Linked DNA regions of Sus scrofa: region 2 is linked to region 1. A link is a contact called in public HiChIP or PLAC-seq data. All regions are on one chromosome and are shown on one strand. Each heading gives the region's core, a stretch centred on a gene start, on an enhancer-like site or on the middle of the called end of the contact. The rest is flanking DNA. Distances are from core to core; before and after follow the strand shown.

Region 1 (5,385 bases), core at 1,614-4,113:
ACCAAGAGAGAAGAGGGGGTTAAGGAGGGAAAAGCGGGTGAGCGAAATCCTACTTGGAGGTAAAATCCCTTCTTTGCTCTCTTAGTTTGGGCTGCTGTAACAAAAATGCCATGATCTGGGTGGCTTAAACAACAGACATGTATTTATCACTGTTCTGGAGACTAGGAAGTCCAAGACTGAAATGCCAGCCAATTCAGTTCCTGGCGAGACCCCTTTTCTGGGTTATGTCATTATATGTGGGGGGAGCAAGCTCTCTTGTGTCTCCCCTCATAAGGGCACTGATTTCATCATGAGGGCTCCATTCCCATGGCATAATCACTGTGACATAACCACCTCCTAATATCATCATAGTGGGGATTAGAGCTTCAATATATGAATTTTGGAAAGACGCAAATATGCAGTCCATAATACTTGGAAAGGATACTTCAATGCCTGCTTTATTTGGCCAATAACAGGCCCTTAAGTGGTCTGGTAAACAATCTGAAAGAGGGACCCAGTGACCCTACCTGCTGGTATTCACATGCTGTGAGGTACCTCCCCCTCTCAGAGTTGCTCTGTGGGACCAGCAACATGTGATGGAAATGAGGGTTTGTCACTTCCCAGTTTGAGTTACAGAGGACTGCGGCAATCTCTTTGTCTCTCTCTCTCTCTCTCTCTCTCTCTCTCTCTCTCTCTCCCTCTCTCTCTCTCTCTCTCTCTCTCTCTCTCTCTCTCTCTCTCTCTCTCTCTCTCTCTCTCTCGTCTCTTGCGCCAGGAGAAACAAGCTTCCACACTGTGAGAAGCCCCACAGAGAAGGAGCACATGGTGAGAACAAAAGCCTTTGAACAATGCCCAGCAAGAACTGAGAACTCAGCCAAGCACTTGAGGGAACACGGAAGTCCACTCCAGCCTCAGCTGAACCTTGTGATCATCACAGCTCAACTGGCAACTTTATCATAAGCGTGTGAGAAACCCTGAGCCGGAACCTCCCAGCCAAGCTGCTTCCATATTCCTGATCCTCAGAAAACATTCATTGTTATAAACTGCTACGTGTAGGATGATTTGTTCTGCAGCAGCATATAACTAACACCATGAGAGCCATTTCAGTGAAGGGATGGGGTGGAATCCAAGACACGTTAGGATTAATAGTGATTTGTACTAGAGAAAATGGAAAAAAGAAAATGTAGATGAGCACTTCCAAGACCTTGACTACAAGGAATTGACAGGTGACTGACAAAAATAGCAAGGATTTGGCATCGGAAAATAGTTTGATTGTTTCTGTTCTTTAATGGAAGAGGCTTGACCATGTTTTTATTTTGAAAGGGAAAAGCCCATAGAGAGCAGAGTTTGATGATAAGGCTCACGTGGGGATACTGATGTTTCGAGGTCCTTGTAGAGGCAGAGGAAAGAGGTGCATGCTTTCACAGTGGCAAGAAGACAGTGAGGACACAGTACAGGTCACCAAAGCAGTGGGAAGGAGGAAGAAGCCAAAAATCCTGATGGCTCCAGCATGTTTGAATCTACCTCTTGCTGGTTCTAAGCCACTGATATAAATAGACTGTCTCTAAGTACCTAGTCTTTCCAGGTTACAAGAACCACCATGTACTTCCCCGCTCTTCACACAAGAAGTAGCGACCCTGGAAATCAAAGTGTAAGAAAGGAATAAATTCACAACCTGAACAGTTTCTATCTTGTTCTAGGCATATTGTTTCATGTGATCAGAGCGAGAGGTGTCGAAGAGTGTAGAAGGCACATGGTTTGGGGGCAGATCAATAGAGAGAGATCCTCTCTGGACGACAGTGAAGTCATTAAATAAAAGGAATGGGCAAGTGATTCCAAGCCCATCAGTTTAGCTTTTATGATAATCCTCTCCCAGCCTGAACTTTCCCTCCTTCGTGCTCTCATTCGCTGTTCACCTCCCCCTGGGATGCTCTTCGTGCTGCCCTGTGCCCTAGTTCTGCAAGATCTCTCCTAACCAGTTCAAAGGCTTCATTTTCTCTGAATGCTGGCCCCTGGTTTTGACATCTCATCCTCTGATCCCTATAGCATGTTCTCTAAATGTGTGATTTTTTGTGTGTGGCTTAGTTCTTTGTATACTTGTAATTCTGCCCCAGTGACATATGCAGACATATGTCCACAAATGGTCTTTTCCCAATAGCAGCTTTTTTCACAATAGCCACAAATAGAAATGACCCTCATGTCCATCAATAAGTTAAATCAATTCAGTATACCCATACCATAAAATAATACCCCCTTGAAAAATAATCAATTACCAATACACTCAAGACCACAGGTGACTCTGTATATATACTTGTGTTCCATAGGAATCTGTGTCAGCAGGTTGCAAATGGTCAATCACATGTTCAGCAGTCTTGGATACCCACCATCTATTTCTACCCATCTCTTGTAGGTTTTAGTATTCTTTTGAATGGTTTTGGCTGGCTTGAAAGCTCATTTTGTTGTTTCCTCTTGTTTGGAAACCCCTTATTCTGTCCCCTGACCTGGTGAGAAGTTTGTAAGTCAAGTAAGAAGGCACAAGTAAACTGACTTAGGTGACCTCTGCACCAGACCTTAACAGGAAAACCCCTCCCTCCTTTAGTCTTTGATGGGCTTTTTCTTGACTTGCCATCTCTTAACCTTTCTCACCTGGGAGGCTGAGAAATAGGGAGTGGTCCAGGAAAAGGGATCAAAAAGCCCCTTTACTTGCTTTTAAGGTCGGCATTAACCGACTCCGAAGCCCAGTAGTCACATATTTGAGGGGAAAACTGCAATAATACAATGGGTTTGCCGGGAGAGTCTCTTCTCCGTAGCTCTCTGGGGAGCCCTGGTGGCCACTGTGGCAAATCAGGAAATCCTGGGAGCTGGCAAAAGATCAGCTCTGTTGAACAAACAGCTGACATAAGAATTAATTCGCATTCCCCAGACTTGTGTTCACTTCTACAACAATAGAGGCACCATGAGGACAAAAACAGCATGACAAGCATCTGACGACAATCCAGTCTTCTTTCCCAAAGCACTTTCTTTCTCTTGCCCAACCCTGGAGACATCAGCTTAGGCTGATTCAACAGGCAGTGACCTGGCCCTTTTAGAAGAGGATCAATTAGAAAACCAGCATTAAACTATTCTTCATTCCGGGCTGCAGCGATGTAAGGCACCCATTAATAAAACAGAGTCACATTTATTATCCATTAATAAAATGGATAGAATAAAAGGAAAGACTCAGAATAAATTAGCTGTCATACTGATTATGATTTTTTTGCACAAATTGTGGGCTCTGTTTCTGATCCTGAAAACGAACTTAATAGAAAGAAGGCTGAGAGGAATTACACCAGGTGTCCCTTTATTTGATACTTTGGTTCCAAAGCACTTTGCTCTCCACCTAAGCTTCAGATGTTTGTTTACTGGGGAAAATCTTCAGTAAGCCAGGAAGGGTCCTTTAAACACACATTCCCTCCTCCTCGTTGCAGCATTCTAAGCAGGCAAGTTACCTGGTACAAAGATAAGCCTGAGGGGCAGGATGCCCCGCATGGTTTTAAGTTCTCTTAGGAGGTTATGAAACTGATAGTTTATAGAATAGAGAACCCTACCCACTACTCCATCAGGTATATCCTCGGTCAGATACCTACACTTCCAGGAAGGAAAAGTTCTGCTAATTATGCTGGTGGGAGGCAAACTAGGTCCTGGTCTACCACAGGCATTAGGTCTATACCTGATGAGCTAAGGACTGTTTGCGGGAAAGTGTTCATGAACTTGCAGGTCCCTGAAGGGAACTCCTTCAAACTCCATGAATACAACAAATCTACAACGACGTATGAAATAATTCCCTCAGGAAGGGACCTGAAAACCGGATGAACAGAGCCTCACAACAAAGGATACAGAGACAGCATTGAGATGGGTAGGAGAGGCAGAGATAGGATCTTGCCAAGGAAAAACCCACATCCCAGCCACAACAATCCACTCTAGGGAGGGAGCACAACAGTAAAAAACCTTTTCCCTGAGAAGCAAGGAATTTGAGCTTCACATCAGGCACCTCAACCCCTATATCACACACAGAAGAGACAAGCCCTCAAAACACCAAGCTTTGATAATCAAGAAGGAACATACCCAGGAAAACTAGAGAAGTACAGAGAACAACAACAAAAAAATACTGTTAAAGGGCTTGCATACAGGCTCACTCAACAAAAACCAGTGCAAAAACACCAGACTGAAAAGCACATGAACAGTAAATGAAGGGAACCCACTTACTAATCTTGAAGCATCTGCCAAAAAGTCAGGAACCAGTTAGGACACTCCCTGGGACAGTCCCTGGCCAGAGCCATTTATGTGATCTCAGGCTGCCTTGATAATACCAGCACTGGTGGGCAGCATTTTGGAATCCTCTAACCTGTTAGCATCGGTGGGTATGACATTTCGAGAGCCCTGCCCACTCCTGCACATCCTCCATAAGGCCTCACAGCCAAATGAGAAACAGTTTGACCCACCAATACCCCATGGGCAGCTATGGTACCACTATAGCACAAGGACACACACAGCCTACCTAGGAGACATTCCTTAAACACCTGGCTTTGGTGGTGAGGCAGGATTGCACTTCTGAGCCCAGAGGACATCTCACATTAAAAGGAATACGAAACCTAGGAATAAATCTACCTGGAGGCAAAAGATCTGTACTCCAAAAACTATAAGATACTGATGAAAGAAATTGAAGGTGACACAAATAAATGGAAAGATATACCATGTCCTTTGATTGGAAGAATTAATATTGTTAAAATGATCATACCACCCAAGGCAATCTTACAGATTCAATGCAATCCCTATCAAATTACCATGGCATTTTTCACAGAACTAGAACAAAAAAAAATTTTAAGTTTGTATGGAAACGCAAAAGACCTGAACAGCCAAAACAATCTTGAGAAAGAAGAATGGAGCTAGAGGACTCAAGCTCCCTGGCTTCAGACTGCACTGCAAAGCTATAGTCATCAAAACAATACGTAAAAATAAATAAATAAATAAATAATTAAAATTAAAAATATATATATGTTATGGGCACAAAAACAGAAATATAGATCAGTGGAACAGGGCAGAAAGCCCAGAAGTAAACCCAAGCATCTATGGTCAATTCAACTATGACAAAGGAGGCAAGAATATATAGTGGAAAAAAGACAGTCTCTTCAATAAGGGGTGCTGGGGAAATTGGACAACTACATGTAAAAGAATGAATTAGAACATTCTCGGACATCATGTACAAAAATAAACTCAAAATGGATTAAAGACCTAAAAGTAAGTCTGGACACTATAAAACTCCCAGAGGAAAACACAGAATACTCTTTGACATAAATCGAAGCAATATTTTTTTGGCTCTGTCTCCTAGAGTAATGGAAATAAAAACAAAAATAAACAAATGGAACC
Region 2 (5,785 bases), core at 2,506-5,005, 69 kb before region 1:
AAAGTCCACTCCTTGTGCCACTGATACTAACTGTGACCTTGGCCAGGTTGCCAAGCCTCCCTAAGCCTTGTCTGTATGCTCGGGACGTCCCAGTGCTTCTCTCCAGAGCAGTGCTGAGGCTTCAGTGAGACTGTTGACATAAAATTCTCAATATCAGACCTGGCACAAGTAGGCAGTCGGCCAGTGGGAATTATTAAGAAGAAACCACACCTTAAAGAACAGCGACTATCAGAGCCAGCGACCATTAGCGCTATTCTTTCACTGAACAGAGGAGGAAGAAGGCCCAGAGATTCAAGAGACTGTTCACGATCACGTGGGAAATGCAGAAGCCGTGTCAAGTTCTTTTTTTTTTTTTTTTGTCTTTTTGCTATTTCTTTGGGCCACTCCCGCGGCATATGGAGGTTCCCAGGCTAGGGGTCGAGTCAGAGCTGTAGCCACCGGCCTACGCCAGAGCCACAGCAACGCCGGATCATTAACCCACTGAGCAAGGGCAGGGACTGAACCCGCAACCTCATGGTTCCTAGTCGGATTTGTTAACCACTGCCCACAACGGAACTCCCATGTCAAGTTTTTTAACTACACTACCCGCAATCCGAAACCAACCAGACAAATGAATGCATTTTACTCTGAATTAGAATGCCACTGTATTCTCCAGTGCAGGCAATCTCTGAAGTCCAGCGGGGAGTTCTGAATTGGGAAATGTGTCATATAGAATGTGCTATATGCATTGGATGTCACCAATTTTCATTCAAACCTGCAAGGTTTTTATTACAAGGAGATTCTTCTCATCCACATTATTTTTTAATCTCTTGGGAATTTCTCCGGTACTTCTATCAAGTACTATTGCTAGAATGCTGTATCCCCAGCGCCTGGCACGGGCAGTCGTTCATTTGAGAAATATTTACTGAGAACCTGTTATGCATCAGGCGTGGACAAGGAACCAGGTCAGAGATGACGAAGGGGGATGATGAGGTCCTTGGGTTCATGAAGCTTACGTCCTAGTCGGGGAAATACTGACAAACAAAGAAGAAACATTCCAAGCAGAGGTCCGTGCTATGCAGAGAATTAGTACAAGATGACATGGCCCAGAGTGACAAGGTCAGAAAAGCCACTCTGAAAAAGTGACCTTTAAGTTGAATTTAATAACATGATGGAATGGGGAAGAGTGTATCTCAGGGAGAGGGAACAGCAAGCACAAAGGCTCTAAGGACAGACGGTGCAAAAGCCTGGTGTGCTAGAGCTGCTGAAAGGCCAGGGTGGGCAGAACTCCCCGAGCTAAGGGAAGTTGATGAGGGGCTGGGAAGCAGCCAGACCATGCAGTTATTCATAAGCCAAAGTAGAGACCTGGATTCTTATTCTGGGTGTGATAATAGGAAGCTTTTAGGGGAATTTCAGCAGGACGTCATATGATCTACTTGATGTTTTTAAAGACTCACTCTAGGTAGGGAGTTCCCTGGTGGCACAGCAAGTTAAAGATCTGGCATTGTCACTGTTGTGGTGCGGGTTCCATCTTTGGACAGGAATTTGTGTATGCTGAGGTGCAGCCAAAAAAAAAAAAAAAAAAAAAAAAAAAACCACTCGAGCTGTTGGGTGGGGAATGGTTGTGGGGGCAAGAGAAGAAATAGGGGACCAGGACACTGAAGTGGCCCAGGCAAGAGGAGATGGTGGCTTGGACCAAGGAGTGACAGGGGAAACTGAAAAAAAAATGAAGATTTCATTGTAGATTTTGGAGGGAGCGTAGCTATTACTTCTGGATGGATTTCATGTAGGGTATGAGAAAAGAATCCTGGGTGACTCCTAGATTTTTGCCTTGAGCAATTTGCTGGCTGTTTTTACTACTGACTCAGATGGAGGAAGAGTGAGGAAGAAAGAAGTTAGGGGAAAATAGGGTTTTGTTAAGTTTGAGAATAGACCTGTATCTGGTGATGCCAGGTAGGCTGCTGGAAGTAGGAGTCTGACCTTGGAGGGGAGGTCAGAGCTGAAGCTATACCTGTATGAGTGCATTCACATGTAGTAGATGGCACTGAAGTCATCTAGGGAGCGTGTGAGGATAGGGGAAGGGACGGGGCCCAGGCCAGAGCCTGGGGTGCTGTGGCCATGATTAGGGACTGAGCAGAGGAAGAGCTGCACACAGACAGAGCAAGGAGATAGGAGGCAAATGAGCAAGGCAGGAGAAGCCAGGAGAAAAATGCAAATGGATAAAGGGGATGTGGAATCTACAGCTTATCTGGAGCCAGAATAAGTGCCTTGGGAATAAGGATCAGTACCATTGGAAAGAGAGGGCTTTCGCCTGACTGTAGAGCAGGATCCCTGTGTTTAAATGGTTCATTCTTGCTTTCATCTATTTGTTTCAAAGAAAATGACAAGGCCTTATGAACCCTCTCACACCAGCTGCAGGTTGGACAACTTTAGCGATCTGCCCTTTTCCTACCTGGGAAGCAAAGCCACAGGGGTGAGGTAGGATCACCCCACCCACTCGGAGCCCACAGGACTGGTCCAAGCCACACCCTGCAAAGAGTATAATTAGCTTGCTCTACTGGTGGCCTGGCTCCAAGATTCACGTAAGGGGCCTGAGGGAGGACAGCAGGATCTAAGCCACAGGTCTCCTCCAAAGGCCAAGGGAAGATTAAGAAGAGGGTGTGGCTGGCCACCTCCTGTGACTGCAGTGTCCGAAAGACCTCCCTAAATCAGAAGCACTGGGAACAGCACCTTTCCCGCCCACAGAGCTCTGCTCCCAGGTGGGCTCCATGCTGCCCGGGCTAGGAGCATCTTTCCTCTCTCCACAACCCCGCAGACGACCGCCTGCTCCTCCCAGAAGCAATCCCGATGTCAATCCATCCCTAAGTGTCTGATGCCATAGGGAAGAAAGCCTTGGTGACACACCTGTGTGTCTCAGTTCTCTGACTCAGCCCTTGCTCACCTCCATTTTAATGAGCCCACTTTGTATGGTCTGTGGGCAGGAGGTGAGAGTGGGACTAGGTGGGCCTTCTATCAAGGGGCAGAGAGCATTTGGAATCTTCAATCTGAGAAGGCAGGGGGTTCCTAAGCACACTTGGGCACAAGGTGAGGACAGGCCCCTGCCCTCCTCCATCCAGTTCTGCACAGCTGCCCTTCCCAGCCACCAGAACCAAGTGGATTCTTGGTTCTCTTGGTACCACCTTGGTTCTCTTGGTGCCCTCCTGGAGGAGGGAGCTGCAAGCTCAAGTCCTCCTCTTTCTGCCTCACAGCCACCCCCCCACCGCACACCTCACCACCAACAAGGAGAACAGGAGGTGGCCGGTCCAGGGTGCCTTCTCTGCCCAGCAGTGACACTCAGCCCAACAAGGCAGAGCCAGTCTGCAGCCTTGGTAAGAGCCCCTGGTTACCTGCACCGGATGCAGCCTCGTCTTGGTACTTCCTATGCCTTCCACAGTCGTCACAGCAACATGGTGCAAGGAGCAGATGGGGGCTAGGCAGGCATTGGCAGAAAAGTGGCTGGAACCCCCGATTAAGGTCATTCCATTGATTCCTCAGGTCATCAGAGCAGACCTGAGGGGAGGGTCTGGGGGATCTGTGATGTCTTGCATCCCTTCTCTTCATTCTACATCATGGTCTTGTCCTTTCTAAAGGTTTCCTCACCTTTACACCCAAGACTCTGAGCCGGAGCCCCTCCAGCACCCATGGGGTCAGACATCAGGGCACCCTAGGCCTCTGAGCTGAAGCATGGGAGCCAGGGTCACCCTAGCTTCCTCTTACTTAACCCGACCCTGGAGGTTGAGTCAAGAAGGAACTTCCGAAAGGCTCCAGTTCCAACTCATGCTCTTCTCTCCACAGGGCCCCTCCTTAGCCTCTTCAATTTCAGAATCTCCTGTCACTTTTGCTTCCCTGCTTTTACCCACCTCCATTTCTCCCACTCCTCTGTGGGAAGGGGGACAGGAAACTCCCCAGGAAACCTGGGACATCTACCCTTAGAGCTTCCCCACATCCACCCCCCTTTATTCATCACTCACTCACACACACAGCCAATAACGGTTTCTTTTTTTTTTTTTTCCTTTCTGTCTTTTTGCCTTTTTTTTTCTAGGGCTGCTCTTGCGGCATATGGAGATTCCCAGGCTAGGAGGCCAGTTGAAGCTGTAGCCAACCAGCCTATGCCAGAGCCACAGCAACGCAGAATCCGAGCTGCATCTGCGACTTACACCACAGCTCACAGCAACACCAGATCCTTAACCCACTGAGTGAGGCCAGGGACTCAACCTGCAACCTCATGGGTTCCTAGTTGGATTCGTTAACCCCTGAGTCACAACAGGAACGCCGATAATGGTTTCTAAATGGCAGCCATATGCCAGGCACCTTGCCAAGGGCTGAGGAAATCAAGGTGAATACAATAGAGTATCTGCCCTTTAATAGCGTGCCTTTAACTCAGGAAAACAGAAGCCAGTGTGAAGATGTAATTTAAACATCTTACAGGAAGTGCTTCAGGAGGGCTGTACACAAGGGACTGTGGGACCAGCACAGATAAGGGTCGCCTAACCCAATCCCAGGAAGGCAAGAAGGGCTTCCTGAAGGAGGTGACTTTTTTCCAGTCCTAAAGAGCTAGGAAGAGCTAGCCAGGTAGAGAAGCCCTGGATGAAAGGACATTCAAGATGGGAAACAGCTTATGTAAAGACCAAGAAAAGAGTGGGCCTGAAGCCCTGGCTGTTCACAACTGTTTCTACATGAACGGAGTGCTGGGCCCATAAAGAAAAAGAAAACTGGAGAGGAAAAGTGGGGCCAAGTGAAGGGCCTCACATGTTGAGCTAAAAGACTGGACTTTAATTTGGGGGCAATGGAGGCCTCTTGAAGGATTTCATGGGATGTGAAATGAGTCTGAATTTTAGAAAGGCCATTTTATCAGCAGCTCAGAATCTTGTCCATATTCATAAGCCAGTAAGATACTAAGATATCATGCCATAATGTCCCTGACCACGATCAAAGCCACATGTGTGTGCGCACACGCGCATACACACAGAGGCACACACACACGAACACATGCACTTGCTCTGCATAAAGTTCCCACAAGGGTGACCAGCCAGCAGGCAAAGGATACACGATCTTGTCCTGGAGACGATCATACTTGGAAAACATCACCGTGCATGCTCCGCAGCCCCCTTCTCCACAGCCCAGCTTGGTCCCTCGCAGCCCCACTGGATGGTCAAGGGTTAAGGGACATGAACTCAGAAAAAAAACAGTCTTTGCTGGACTGCTGGCAGGTACCCGGGCTGAGCTGGGAGTGTAGAGCCATCCCTCCTTACACAGACTCAGGCCCTCACCTGGGAAGGCAGAAGGCTCACGCGGCCTTCCATTGAGAGGCCCCCCCTGCACCCCAAGGAGGCAGGGCAGGGGACCAGCTCCACCATCCAGCACAGGAAAGGCACCAGCACCCCAGTCTCATCCCCAGCACTGGGGTTCCACTGCTCTCTAGTCCTGGAGATCTGGGAATCAGCTCTTCTAAGTGTAGTCTGACAGGCCCTCTAACCCTGTGGTCATGCTGGGCAGGGGAACTGGGCTTGCGGGGTGGCCCTCACAGGCAATGAAGCCACTCACTGCAGAACAAGATGCTGATCTGTTCTGGGACTTGCTGAGTCTGCCTTGTCCCCCCAAAACTTTTTGGGCTGATGAGATCCAGGTACCAAAATCAGGGCTAGACTAGAGGCTTTTGGATATCCAGCCCATAGGATGCATAAATGGATATTAAAAAGAAGATATTTTTGATGTCAAGAATCAATATTTGAGCCATCTCTTACATAAACCTGGGAAAAGAAACTCC

What was found. HiChIP or PLAC-seq counts read pairs in DNA pulled down with a chosen protein or histone mark.
Region 2: an H3K27ac HiChIP or PLAC-seq map of alveolar macrophages shows a contact between it and region 1, with 5 times the contacts expected there. The contact joins two enhancer-like sites. A contact is called at or near these places in 1 of 5 promoter capture datasets (liver), 8 of 47 Hi-C or Micro-C datasets (alveolar macrophages, fetal liver, heart right ventricle and 3 more) and 1 of 2 datasets of contacts at active chromatin or transcription factors (alveolar macrophages).

Annotation. Positions count from the first base shown.
Region 1 is chr3:107,928,074-107,933,458 of Sscrofa11.1, reverse strand. No RefSeq gene overlaps it. Among named protein-coding and RNA genes, the nearest start is that of XDH, 56 kb to the left of the region's middle. Within about 2 kb of position 2,863, at least 7 of the 83 cell types and tissues checked have an H3K27ac peak or open chromatin away from gene starts, as enhancers often do. A contact at or near this core is called in alveolar macrophages, where this site is marked.
Region 2 is chr3:107,997,676-108,003,460 of Sscrofa11.1, reverse strand. It overlaps XDH (xanthine dehydrogenase), which reads right to left. Exons shown (of 36, transcript NM_001285974.1): 3 at 5,066-5,162; 4 at 3,366-3,474. Among named protein-coding and RNA genes, the nearest start is that of XDH, 13 kb to the right of the region's middle. Within about 2 kb of position 3,755, at least 1 of the 83 cell types and tissues checked has an H3K27ac peak or open chromatin away from gene starts, as enhancers often do. A contact at or near this core is called in alveolar macrophages, where this site is marked.